Linked DNA regions of Mus musculus: region 1 is linked to region 2. A link is a contact called in public promoter capture Hi-C data. All regions are on one chromosome and are shown on one strand. The core of a region is the stretch at or near the end of the contact, and the rest is flanking DNA. Distances in the headings are between cores, read along the strand shown.

Evidence for each region. Promoter capture Hi-C pulls out the DNA fragments that hold promoters and counts their contacts.
Region 1: a contact with region 2 is called in a promoter capture Hi-C map of hippocampal neurons, with 5 times the contacts expected there. The contact joins the promoter of Neurod1 here to the enhancer-like site in region 2. A contact is called at or near these places in 3 of 39 promoter capture datasets (the 3T3-L1 cell line, hippocampal neurons and pre-B cells) and 2 of 115 datasets of contacts at active chromatin or transcription factors (astrocytes and embryonic midbrain).

Annotation. Positions count from the first base shown.
Region 1 is chr2:79,452,281-79,458,846 of GRCm38.p6, reverse strand. Neurod1 (neurogenic differentiation 1) reads left to right here and starts at 2,211. Exons shown (of 2, transcript NM_010894.3): 1 at 2,211-2,296; 2 at 3,799-6,210. The coding sequence starts at 3,810. The coding sequence ends at 4,883.
Region 2 is chr2:78,158,288-78,165,340 of GRCm38.p6, reverse strand. All of the region lies in intron 2 of 4930440I19Rik (RIKEN cDNA 4930440I19 gene), which reads right to left. Among named protein-coding and RNA genes, the nearest start is that of Gm14461, 76 kb to the left of the region's middle. Within about 2 kb of position 5,035, at least 45 of the 459 cell types and tissues checked have an H3K27ac peak or open chromatin away from gene starts, as enhancers often do. A contact at or near this core is called in astrocytes and hippocampal neurons, where this site is marked.

The DNA.
Region 1 (6,566 bases), core at 962-3,461, 1.3 Mb before region 2:
CACCCACTGCTTCCCCGGAGCTCGGAGGACACTTGCTGGGAGCCTTGGTGTTTGTAACTCCGACTTGGAATCAAGGCCACATTAGAATGCAGCAAAGCATGAACATTCAGGAAAGAGAGATCTTACTTCAAGTTCCGGGAATATCCAGGTGTAGCTTTTCTTTTCAAAACTCCCTGGTCCGTTAGTCAGATCCCCTGAGCCATAACTTCCACCGCTCCCCAATAACTCTCCTGTAGCATCCCCTAAAATGGAGAGGTGAGAGCCAGAATCCGAGTTACATTTCACTGAATGAGGATATGCCAACTCTTCATAGAAGGGCTGTCCCAATAAAATCTGCCTCTACTGTGCTTAACCTTCAAGATTTTTCTGCGGATCCAGGTATTTAAACGCAACACCCAGAGTAAATGAAAAAAAACAAAAACAAAACAAAAAAACAACCCCCCCCCCCAAAAAAAAAGACAATGCTCCTTGCTTGCTCTGCTCTCAGCCAGTTGACAGAACAAAGAAAAAGAAAAACTCCAGGCAGTTTATCTCTAGAATCCCAGAATGATTGGTGCCATGTTTTAGGCCACCAAAGAACTCCCACAATGCCTTGCTTTTCTTTTTAGATTCGTTCCGGGTCTGGAAGGTTACTTTCAATATCTTGCAAATGCCCAGGATCTCCTTAGAACCCTCTCCCCCTCCCCTTTCCCAGATGTACCCCATTCCAGCCACTCAACCCTGACACTGTTTGCAAACTCAAGGGCAATTGCCTTTACATAAGCAATTCAAGTAGGATGCATTCATTGCAAAGGGGTTGAAGAGGGTAAGAACTTAATGAAGAGTTAGAAGAGGAACTGGAAAGAGAAAGGAGGCCAACCATTCCTCCTCCTCCTCTGTCACTTTTCTTGGGCTAGAAGGACGGAGGATCATCCATCTGAAAGATTCCTCCTTCAGATGGAGAAAATAAAGACTCCTTATTTAAGAATAGATAAGGCTATTCCACAATAGACTTTGCTTGACTCAAAACACAGAGTCCCCAGAAAGGGAAACAGCACATTGAATAGAGTTTTATTGCAGCTTCTCTTTGAGCTTCTTCTGACCAAGGCCCCAGAGATTGAGCACTAGGGGCTCAAGGAAGGCTGTGATTGAATTATGGTCTGTGTCAGAGATGAAATTCCCACCTCTGGTGCGGGGTTGTTTAATCTTAGCATTCCCTAGATGAGCTAGCTGAGGTCATTCATTACTCCAGGAGCATCTGAAAACCAACGGAGCCAAGGTCTGCTGGCAAAAACTAGCTTTAGACACAAAATTCTAGGGTTTAGAGTTGAAGACTCTTAGTGAAGTCTCTGGGGTAGGAGCAGGTGACCGTTAGGTTTACATTTGGAGTGTTCAAGTGTAGGGTATGGAAGCTGACTTGCAAAGGATTCTAGAAGATGCTCTAGTCAGGAAGGTTGAGTCAAGGCTGTGTTTCCAGATGAGGTCGTTTTTATATGAAATAAATGTTTGCCTAGAGAGGTGATGGAGATTAGAAGCCAGCCACCCTTTGGTGGCAATAAGCAAAGCCTCTGCTAAGAGGTAGAAGCTAAGAGATGGGCCTCTCCAGAGAGAACAAAGTCAAACTGCACCACCGGAGACCATTGTCAAGGGAAGGACCCTTCAGTGCACCTCAGTATCTGGGATTGTGAGTGGTTCACCTCTGTCTACCTCTCTGCGCTAAAGCAGTCTTCAGGCTAGGACATAGACTCAGTGATCTTTCTTTACCTTTCCAGCTCGCCTCCCGCAACCCCCCCCCCCCCCACATGTCCTCTGTCTTCTGCTGCCACAAAGGGTTAATCTCTCCTGCGGGTAAAAACAGGTCCGCGGAGTCTCTAACTGGCGACAGATGGGCCACTTTCTTCTGGCCACAAAGGGGCCGGAATGGAGCGCTCCGCGGCATACAAATAGGCAGGTCACGTGGTTCCCGGCTCTTGGCTGGACCGGGAAGACCATATGGCGCATGCCGGGGAGGAAGGAGCAGGGGCGGAGGTACTGTGGGGGTGAGGGGAGTGGTGGTGGAAGGGGGCGGGAGGAAAGTTCTGGGGAGGGGTGAATGAGGGCGGGAGTCGTTCAGTCTGGACGCGTGCGCGATTGCGGGGCGCAGGGACCTGCTCGTTGCTCAGCTCACGGCCCCGCCCGCGCTCAGCATCAGCAACTCGGCTATATAACCCTAGCGCCCGCGCCACCGGGACACGAGGAATTCGCCCACGCAGAAGGCAAGGTGTCCCGAGGCTCCAGGGTTATGAGATCGTCACTATTCAGAACCTTTTAACAACAGGTAATTATGATTCCTATTTTTTACTCTCCCGAGAATAAAAGCAATAATTGAAGAGCTGTACCTTGGTACTTTGCATGCGCACATTTGTGGAGTCGGTTGTCCCTATATTTGAGATCAGTGTCCCTCCTCGTAATTGCCCACAAGTACTCGCACGTAATGAGTCCCAGCACTCAAGTACCCCCTGCAGGCTTTCTAATTACATTTAATTTTTAATAGTATAGAAGCTTTTAGAATGTTTGGGGAGGGGAGTAACTGTAATTATTTGTAAGCGGTTATTTGAAAGTCCCCAAAGCAAACAACCACTTCCAGTTCTCACTTATTCAGGGGAGAAAAGGAGAGAAAGAGAAAAACAAAACAAAACAAAACAAACAAACAAAAACACCTGCTGCCCATAGTTTTATTTGGTGTACAGATATTTAGGCTCATCGTGCATATGAAACTATCTATTTCAGGAGAATGTAGTACTGGAAAACCGATTGGACTCTGAAATAGCTTAGCTGAAATGTAGGGAGAGGGGGAGAAAAGGAAGGAAATTTTCCTGCTACCTGTTACTGTCCCAGAGGCGGCCAAGTCCCCATGCTGGGGCCAGACATTCAGTTGTTTTACTAAAGGCTTTTTACAGTTCTTATGAGAAGCAGCACCTTCACCATTGCCAGTCGCTGACCATTGTAATTACTCCATCTTTTAAAGGGAGGTTTGAGGCGAACTTTGAAAAGCCCCAATAAAGAGCGGGCGGCCCTTTCAATGGGCTGTTTATTAGAGAGGAGCCTTTTGCACCTGATCCCCAGCGCGTGGGAGAGCCTCGCCTGGGAGCCAGAGCTTTTGTACAAGGTGGGAATTTAGCGGGGGCGTGGGGGGGGGGTGGTGAGGCAAAGAAAGAAAGGCAAGAGAGGGATGGAAGACTTGTGCCCACTTCTGTGGCCAAATGTGTTGTCGATAGGAAAATAATTTGATGGAAACTACCTTTCCTCCTCTGTGCATTGGCTCTCCCTTCCATATAATCTTCTTTAAAAATTGGGGTCAGTGCTAGGAAATTACGTAATGGCTTTTCAATTTATTTAAACCTCTAAGTAGTGCGAAGCCAGAGCAGAGATGAGTTCAGAGTATTCCATTTCCAAACTCATCGTTTTTGTGAGTTGGGAGTGACTTGGGACACAGTCAGAAAACCATGCACTCTGTACGCATTTCCACACAGGGCACCTGGCCAGATAATTGCCCTGCACACAGTTGAGCTGATCACTAGGAAAGGCACCCATAGCCACTCATGACAGGCCTAGTGGTACCTACTACGCAGCACCGAGGTACAGACACGCCAGCATGAAGCACTGCGTTTAACTTTTCCTGGAGGCATCCATTTTGCAGTGGACTCCTGTGTATTTCTATTTGTGTGCATTTCTGTAGGATTAGGGAGAGGGAGCTGAAGGCTTATCCAGCTTTTAAATATAGCGGGTGGATTTCCCCCCCTTTCTTCTTCTGCTTGCCTCTCTCCCTGTTCAATACAGGAAGTGGAAACATGACCAAATCATACAGCGAGAGCGGGCTGATGGGCGAGCCTCAGCCCCAAGGTCCCCCAAGCTGGACAGATGAGTGTCTCAGTTCTCAGGACGAGGAACACGAGGCAGACAAGAAAGAGGACGAGCTTGAAGCCATGAATGCAGAGGAGGACTCTCTGAGAAACGGGGGAGAGGAGGAGGAGGAAGATGAGGATCTAGAGGAAGAGGAGGAAGAAGAAGAGGAGGAGGAGGATCAAAAGCCCAAGAGACGGGGTCCCAAAAAGAAAAAGATGACCAAGGCGCGCCTAGAACGTTTTAAATTAAGGCGCATGAAGGCCAACGCCCGCGAGCGGAACCGCATGCACGGGCTGAACGCGGCGCTGGACAACCTGCGCAAGGTGGTACCTTGCTACTCCAAGACCCAGAAACTGTCTAAAATAGAGACACTGCGCTTGGCCAAGAACTACATCTGGGCTCTGTCAGAGATCCTGCGCTCAGGCAAAAGCCCTGATCTGGTCTCCTTCGTACAGACGCTCTGCAAAGGTTTGTCCCAGCCCACTACCAATTTGGTCGCCGGCTGCCTGCAGCTCAACCCTCGGACTTTCTTGCCTGAGCAGAACCCGGACATGCCCCCGCATCTGCCAACCGCCAGCGCTTCCTTCCCGGTGCATCCCTACTCCTACCAGTCCCCTGGACTGCCCAGCCCGCCCTACGGCACCATGGACAGCTCCCACGTCTTCCACGTCAAGCCGCCGCCACACGCCTACAGCGCAGCTCTGGAGCCCTTCTTTGAAAGCCCCCTAACTGACTGCACCAGCCCTTCCTTTGACGGACCCCTCAGCCCGCCGCTCAGCATCAATGGCAACTTCTCTTTCAAACACGAACCATCCGCCGAGTTTGAAAAAAATTATGCCTTTACCATGCACTACCCTGCAGCGACGCTGGCAGGGCCCCAAAGCCACGGATCAATCTTCTCTTCCGGTGCCGCTGCCCCTCGCTGCGAGATCCCCATAGACAACATTATGTCTTTCGATAGCCATTCGCATCATGAGCGAGTCATGAGTGCCCAGCTTAATGCCATCTTTCACGATTAGAGGCACGTCAGTTTCACTATTCCCGGGAAACGAATCCACTGTGCGTACAGTGACTGTCCTGTTTACAGAAGGCAGCCCTTTTGCTAAGATTGCTGCAAAGTGCAAATACTCAAAGCTTCAAGTGATATATGTATTTATTGTCGTTACTGCCTTTGGAAGAAACAGGGGATCAAAGTTCCTGTTCACCTTATGTATTGTTTTCTATAGCTCTTCTATTTTAAAAATAATAATACAGTAAAGTAAAAAAGAAAATGTGTACCACGAATTTCGTGTAGCTGTATTCAGATCGTATTAATTATCTGATCGGGATAAAAAAAATCACAAGCAATAATTAGGATCTATGCAATTTTTAAACTAGTAATGGGCCAATTAAAATATATATAAATATATATTTTTCAACCAGCATTTTACTACCTGTGACCTTTCCCATGCTGAATTATTTTGTTGTGATTTTGTACAGAATTTTTAATGACTTTTTATAACGTGGATTTCCTATTTTAAAACCATGCAGCTTCATCAATTTTTATACATATCAGAAAAGTAGAATTATATCTAATTTATACAAAATAATTTAACTAATTTAAACCAGCAGAAAAGTGCTTAGAAAGTTATTGCGTTGCCTTAGCACTTCTTTCTTCTCTAATTGTAAAAAAGAAAAGAAAAGAAAAAAAACCAACAAATTGCACAATTTGAGCAATTCATCTCACTTTAAAGTTTTTCCTGCTCGCTCCCTAAAATAGAAACCAGACCCATAACACTCAAGAGGATGAAAACCGAAATGCATTCCTTATCAAAACACATCAATTCATTACTTGCACAAGCTTGTAAATACATATTATAAATAAATGCCAACACACACTCCTTTAAATCAAAAGCTGCTTGACTATCACATACAATTTGCACTCTTTCTTTTTAGTCTTTTACTTCTTTGAATTCCATGATTTTACGGAGTGTTTGAAGATATTGATGTTTCCAGAAAATATAAATGCATGATTTTATACATAGTCAAACAAATGGTGGTTTGTCATCTATTCATGTAATAAATCTGAGCCTAAATTTATTCAGGTTGTTAATGTTGGGTTTTTATACCTGTGTAGTCAGTTAGTACAGTAGTTTAAATAAAATTCAAACCATCGAATTCATAATTAGAACAATAGCTGTTGCATGTAAAATGCAGTCCAGAATAAGTGCTGTTTGAGATGTGATGCTGGTACTACTGGAATTGACATGTACTGTAATCTTGTTTGTAATCCTGTGTATTATGGTGTAATGCACAATTTAGAAAACTCCCATGCAGTTGCAATAAAAATAGTATGGAAAATCAAAACAATTGTTTCATTTCTTTCGAAAGTGGATTTTAAAGAGTAAAATTGTAGCGAGGAGGATCAACGTCTGTATTTGCTGAGTTAAATGTTAAACATTAGGAATAAAATATAGAGTTGAGCTTGTCCTGTGCTTAGTCTGTTATCTTGCTTAGAGGGTCACTGGCTTCTCAGATAACAAACAGACCTCGCCTCTGTTTTATTATTTGGAGTATTGAGCACAGAGTAAGCTGGACAAAAAACTCTGGTTTTCTAAAGGTGAAACGTCTTCACCTTTACTCTCTTTGTTTGTTTGTTTGTCTCTGTTTGTTGAAATGATTGTTAGAAGTTTCTTTTATTTTTCAGGCGGATTTACTTAAGT
Region 2 (7,053 bases), core at 3,786-6,285:
TTGAGAATACATATTATTAGCTGTTTTATACAAGGTCTCACTATGTAGCCCAGGTTGGCCTGGAACTTACTATGTAGATAATCCAGGCTAGCCTCTAACTCACAAAGATACATATCACACCACAGTCGCACCCATTGCCTCTGACTCCCAACAGCTAGAATTAAAGATTTACAAGAGTTTATGTCTTATTTGCTGCAATTTGTGCTTGATAATAATGTTACAATTAGAACAGTCTTTCTGGTCAGGTAAAGTGGAACACACTTTTAGTTCCAGTTCTCAGAGGGGCAGAGGCAGATGGATCTCTTGTGAATTCAAGGCCAGCCTGGGCCTACCATAGTAAGACCCTTGTCCCAAAACAAAACAAAAAAACAAAGAAACAAAAAATCTAGCATTTTTTGTTCGGTCTTGAATACAATGTCCTCCCACTTGGAAGGTGCTTTATAAACATTTCCATTTTCTTGAAACATATATCATCTTTACCACACAGCCAGACAGGTATTTATATGCCTCTTTGTTCAAGTCTACTTCATGAGAGTGTTTCTCTTCTCTAACATGATTGGAAGGTTTTGAGGAAAAGTGCCAAGTCTTGTATTTTGCTCCTCTGTCCTAGGTATTGCTTATCACCATTAGTGCCACACACTAACCTAAACATAGGTAAATAAACATTACTAAGTTTTGCTTCCCACCAGACCCTGTGTCAGATGAGGGGACGCCAGATACCTCTAGCCTAAAAGGGAAGTGCTGGAAGGCTCGGGTTCTACCATGCCTGGACTTTCACAAGGACTTCAGACTCTTCCTGCCTATCAGCCAGCCTTCCTGCTTGAGTTGTCAGCACCAACCTTAGCCCCCAGAAGCTTTCTAGCAGGTCTGGTTGACTTGCAAAAGGTAATAAATGTATCATTCAAGCTCTGTCCACCATCCATTTCAGGTAACAGCTGCCTCTGCAGTATAAGGCAGCCTAGACAATATGGCCAAGAAGGCCAGGGAGGCGCTTTCCTTGCCCATCTTTCTTTCAACTTCAAGCAGATGTTACTTCATCTACTATTTCTCTGGTACTTTGGGAGCCCTCTGAGTGGCAGGCACAGTTCTCCAGCTCCAGTGGAGTAAGATATGATAAGGCAGGTATATCTGACACAGAGAGATGCAGTCATACCGAGGTACTGAGACCATCACGGTTTCCTCTGAGCCAGCACACACTGTGATTTGAGTTGGAAATACAGTCTAGTGTTTGAGAAAAGCATAAAGTTACCAGAACTCAGATAATTTTGTGCTGGGGAAGAAAGAACACACACACATACACACGAACATGCACACACACACACACACACACACTCACACGTACACATTTACATATACAAGCATATATAAACACTTCTTTTGCCCATAAAAAATGGAAATATTTAGAGGTCCATCTTTAAGATCTCTGACAACCAAGCATCATCCTCTCTTAGACAGGTAGTAAAGACAATGGGCAGGCGGCATGGCTGAGGCCTGGCCAAGCTTTTATTGGAGCCTCTCAAGGCAGGAACCTTTGAATGCACCCACCATTCAGACATGATAGAAGATTAAGGTGAGAGATTCACTAATTATCCTGAGTTTGGACACAACCCATAGTGTGTGTGTGTGTGAGTGCACAAACGCGCACGTGTGTAGGTATATATGAGTGGGTGTGGGTGTGTATATTTGAGTTGATGTAGCACCTTATGCCTCATAAATGTGTGAAAACTACAAACCAACCATTGTTTTTAAACTTTGAAACCTGCTTTTGGGAATTTGAAGTTCCACAAGAAGAAGTCCGAGAATTGAATCTGCCTTCACAGCTGTCCACATGCCCAGAGCAGCAAGATGTTCTGCTGTCCTCTGGGTGCCCTCTGGCTCATCCCTGGGCTCTGAAATCTTAAAGGTCGGCATTTTCCCGTTCACACTAGAGCTGTTGTGTCCTGTGCTCCCTCCCAGGAAACTTCATCTCATCTCCTTTGATTTCTCTTTGATTCCATCAGATTTCACACCTTGCACTTCCTTCACCCAAACAATTACTTCTTTTGTACCTCTTCATTGATGTGGACTCATTTGGTCCTATTGAATGTGTTGTTCTGTAGAAATTTTTCAGTGACAGAGAAGAGAGAGAGAGTCCAAAAGGCTTCTGTCCTACTGAGTATTTCAGCTTCTGAGCTCAGTTCTAAGGACACACACTGCCCTGGGAATGGCTGGCCGGAGTCCTGCAGTGACCACATGTAAACCGCAACACTAGAACAATCTTCTCAGATGCCGAAAGGTTGCAGAGCAGCACAAAAAAAGAGGCATGCTCTCTAGTGCCACATGTCACCTTTAGACCTGAAAGAACAAAGGTTACCAGCCAATAGACAATTTCTATCAAAGTGTAGTTCCTGGCTAAATTTCATTGTGTTAGATGTGAGTCCAATGAAAGCCATAGCAACAGCATCAAATGATTTCCTTAATACTTTTCTTCAGTCTAAGACAAGCTTTTTCAACTAGACCAGTCCCTTAACTTATCATCTTCATCTACCCCTTTTAAGCCCTGCAGTGTATTTTCCAAGAACAAGCAAGAAATAGGGAGAGGGTTTTAAACCTATCATAAAGAGACACCCCTCCTCAGCATTGCTAGATTCTGCCTGTTCTTCAATGAAGAGTAGAGCCGACATTTACTAACTCTTAACCCGTTCACTCTTATCACTCTGACCTTGTCTGCCACTCTCTTACCTGTCCCTTTATTCCAAAAATAACAGTCTCCAATAACAGCAAGCTCTTACAGATGTTGCCCTAGGAAGTGGTAAGACCCATTTTTGGTTTTTAGACAGGGACTCAAATGTAATCCTGGCTAGTCTGGAACTTGTTATGCAGGCCCCATTGGCCTCAAACTCAACAGAGATTTGCTTGCTGCCTCTGCCTCTGCCTCTGCCTCTGCCTCTGCCTCTGCCTCTGCCTCTCTGCCTCTCTCTCTGCCTCTCTGCCTCTCTGCCTCTCTGCCTCTCTGCCTCTCTGCCTCTCTGCCTCTCTGCCTCTCTGCCTCTCTGCCTCTCTGCCTCTCTGCCTCTCTGCCTCTCTCTCTGCCTCTCTGCCTCTCTCTCTGCCTCTCTGCCTCTCTCTCTGCCTCTCTGCCTCTCTGCCTCTCTGCCTCTCTGCCTCTCTGCCTCTCTGCCTCTCTGCCTCTCTGCCTCTCTGCCTCTCTGCCTCTCTGCCTCTCTCTCTGCCTCTCTGCCTCTCTGCCTCTCTGCCTCTCTGCCTCTCTGCCTCTCTGCCTCTCTGCCTCTCTCTCTGCCTCTCTGCCTCTGCCTCCTGTGTTCTGGGGATTAAAGGTGAGTACCACCATGCCAGGCTTAAAATACATTTTTCACAAAATAATTGCAATTCAGTCACACACAAAAAAAATCAACTACGGTATATTTCCTAAATCTGGATTCTTGGGGACTTTAACATTCCATAGAGGATGCTCAATATTAACAGAATAAAGGCAAACTGTAAATTCTCCAAGTGTGTTTGAGTTAGAGCGTAGATGAAACATTTGGGGAGTCTTTCTTAATTGCCTTTCACTTTAGTGAGACTCAACTTTGTCCTGAGACCACAACTGTTGACTCTCAGTTATGACAATATAAAATATTGTCCTAGTTCTTTGACTTGGTGTCAACATTCCATCCAATTTATGTCAGTCAGTCAGACTCTCTCCTGGATCTGGAGGTGTGGTTGAGAATATGCCTCTGTTTAGGTTCTGGGTCATGCTTGTTGGTCTCCTAACACTCATTTTCAAATCTTTATCTCTGAAGACCTAGCAGCTAGACCCACACCTGCAGTTTGCTCCATGAGACTTAGCCGAATTTCTTATTCTTCGCCTAACAAGTAATTTCAGAGATGCACCACCTGGATTCCCTCAGATATACTTGCTATCCAGCTGTGGCAAGTGCAGCCATGAGACAGCTTCCACTGTCAGCCTCTTCAAGGACTACCATGGATTTGGGCCAGCAGGCTTCTGGCAATGGCCCTATAATGAACCCTCAAAGAAATAGTACTTGGTCTAGAATGTTCTACCAGTTGACCAACGTATGCCAGCTACATATTACAATCTAGCTTTATTTTTCAAACCTGATTCTGCCTCCAGCCTCTATTATTAAAATTACAAGGGTTGATTCTTAATTTATACCAAATAAATATCTAAATATCATGTCATCACCTGGTCTGAAGACTCTACCTGTAAACTCCTAATGTTCCTAACATCAATGTCACAACTGAGAAACTAAGGAGCTGGGGAATAAGGCAGAAGGGGCGTGGGGGAGTAGGACTGGCCTGCCTGCCACTGAAGCAAGGCTAAGAACAGTAATGGGCCCTCAGCAGACCATGGGCTTGTAGTATCAGGTAATAACATTTTAGAAGCTAATTTGCCTTTTTAGGACTTTCAGCTAAAATATCTTCCAATTCTCACTCTCAAAGGAAAAAAAATTCTTTCTTCATTTTAACCTAATTCTTTTACAAAAAAAAAAAAAAAAAAAAAAAGATCAATTCTTTAACCAATAATCAGAGCATATTTTAGGTTCTGAATGAGTACCTAGGAGACTGGTCTCACTACATCATGTATTTTTTAAATGTGTCACCTTGCAGATTATATATTTGCAGCATTCATTTGTAAAACATTTCCTTTCCGCTATATGCACTTAAGGTTTAAAATAAGTTAATAAGAGGTAGTCAGCCCTCTGTTTCAAGAGATGATAAATTTATTCTTAATACTTCCATTTCTGGATGTTACTACCACTTAGAGTTTGAAATGATCCAGCCCTACTTTATTATTTTGTTTTCTTATTCAGAGAGAACTGCCTTTGATCCCTGTGCTTCTAGTATCTAGAAGACACCTTGGCTGCATCCACAGTCACACACAAGCACCTCTTTCCTTTGCCTAAGGGTGAAAATGGCTTGTGCTTTGCAAATCCCCTCCCCCCTTATTCCAGAGTGGCTTATGTCTGCACTAAGCCCATTCCACTTGGCCCCTTATGAGCAGTTCTGCATTCCAAAGGCTGCTTGTTTGAAAATTCATGAGCTTCTCAATGATGCAATTCCTTTTTTGGCTGCCCCACTGCTCAGTTGGTTCAGACAACAAGATGCTTAGGGAATGGATAATTTTTTCCCTTTAGCTGCCAAAACCTAACAGAGGGGTTGGTATTTTATAGCTATTGTGGAATTTTCAGAAGTTTGGAAAACAGAGGATTTTATTTTTTGTTTTGTTTTGATATAGGACATTTTGACAATGGCTTTGGCAGCAATACAGAAACCTCCATGCTTGTGAAGCAGGATAACATTTGCAGCCATCTGGCTTCCATGGAGCACCCTCCAAGTGGGATAGATACAAAAACAGTGATAATTAGGGAGGTTAAAATGACTTTCCCACTGGTTTCTGAGCGGAACTCTCCAGTGCCCAGGATCCAGGGCCGCGGAGAAGCTGATGCCACTCTATTAGCACACTTCCAGCAGCAAGAACTGACACCTCCGTTATTCCCTAGGTTTCCATCCCCACCCACCCTCATCACCACACTTCATCCCGATTTCTGAACTCAAATTTTTGCTCACCAGAACGTCTACAATCACAGCAAATTGCAAAATATGCCATGAAAAGACTCACAGTATGTGAATAGCCCAGTTAAATTTCTCTAACTATGACTTGAACTTGCTTTCAAGAAATTTAGAAAACATTTAAAACACCATCATATAGCTGTCTCTTGTGAGGCTATGCCGGGGCCTAGCAAACACAGAAGTGGATGCTCACAGTCAGCTAATGGATGGATCACAGGGCCCCCAATGGAGAAGCTAGAGAAAGTACCCAAGGAACTAAAGGGGTCTGCAACCCCGGAGCTCTTGACTCTAGCTGCATATGTATCAAAAGATGGCCTAGTTGGCCATCACTGGAAAGAGAGGCCCATTGGACACGCAAACTTTATATGCCCCAGTACAGGGGAACGCCAGGGCCAAAAAGGGGGAGTGGGTGGGTAGGGGATTGGGGGGGTGGGTATGGGGGACTTTTGGGATAGCATTGGAAATGTAAATGAAGAAAATACCTAATAAAAATAAATAAAATAACAAACCACCATCATAGGAGTCAATTTTACCTTTACATTTCAAAGCTTTGTCATTACATGCTAAACATTAGGTATTGTTGGGATGTCTTTTTTAAACAATATAATACAGATGATTCTCTTTTTTTATTTCAAATGTTTTCCCCTTTCCCGGTCTCCCCTTAGGAAACCTCTTATCCCATCCTCCCCCTCCCCCTGTCTCTTTGAGGGTGATTCCCCACCTACCCACCTACTCCCATCTTCCTGCCCTGACATTTCCCTACACTGGGGCATCAAACACCCTCAGGCCCAAGGGCCTCTCCTCCCACTGATGTCCAACAAGGCCATCCTCTGCCACATATGTCGCCAGCACCATGGGTCACTCCATGTGTATTCTTTGGTTGGTGGTCCAGTCTCTGGGAGCTCTGGAGGGTCTGGCCTGTTGACACTGTTGCTTCCTTCATGGGACTGCAAACTCCCTCAGGTCCTCAGTTTCCTCTCCAACTCCTCCATCGTGGACACCCCCCATGCTCAGTCTAATGGTTGGCTTTGAGCATCTGCCTCTGTATTCGTCAGACACTGGCAAAGCCTCTCGGGAGACAGACATACAGATGATTCTTAATCCTTGAAAGTAAAAAGAAAACTTCATTTAAAATAGCAACTGAAACTTTTGTTCTCTTTAAATTTTTTTACTATTTATCACAGTAATCAGAGCTTATAAAGATATATAAGAAATAGTACAGTCATAGGAGGCCAAATTTGCTCACTACTCAAGAAAGAAATTTTCTCAAGTTGTGCAAATACATAGTTTCCAGTTGCTAGGAAGGAGGAAATGAAAAAAAAAAAAGCAAGACAGGAAGACATATCTGGGAGGGAAGAAGAGTGACAACACAGAGGGAGAGGGAAGGATAAAGCATAAGTTATACTAAGGATGCTTTAAAAAGCCAATGGAGGGACCTTAGATGCCCTATAGTGAGGAGAGAGAACTTATGGAGTCCAC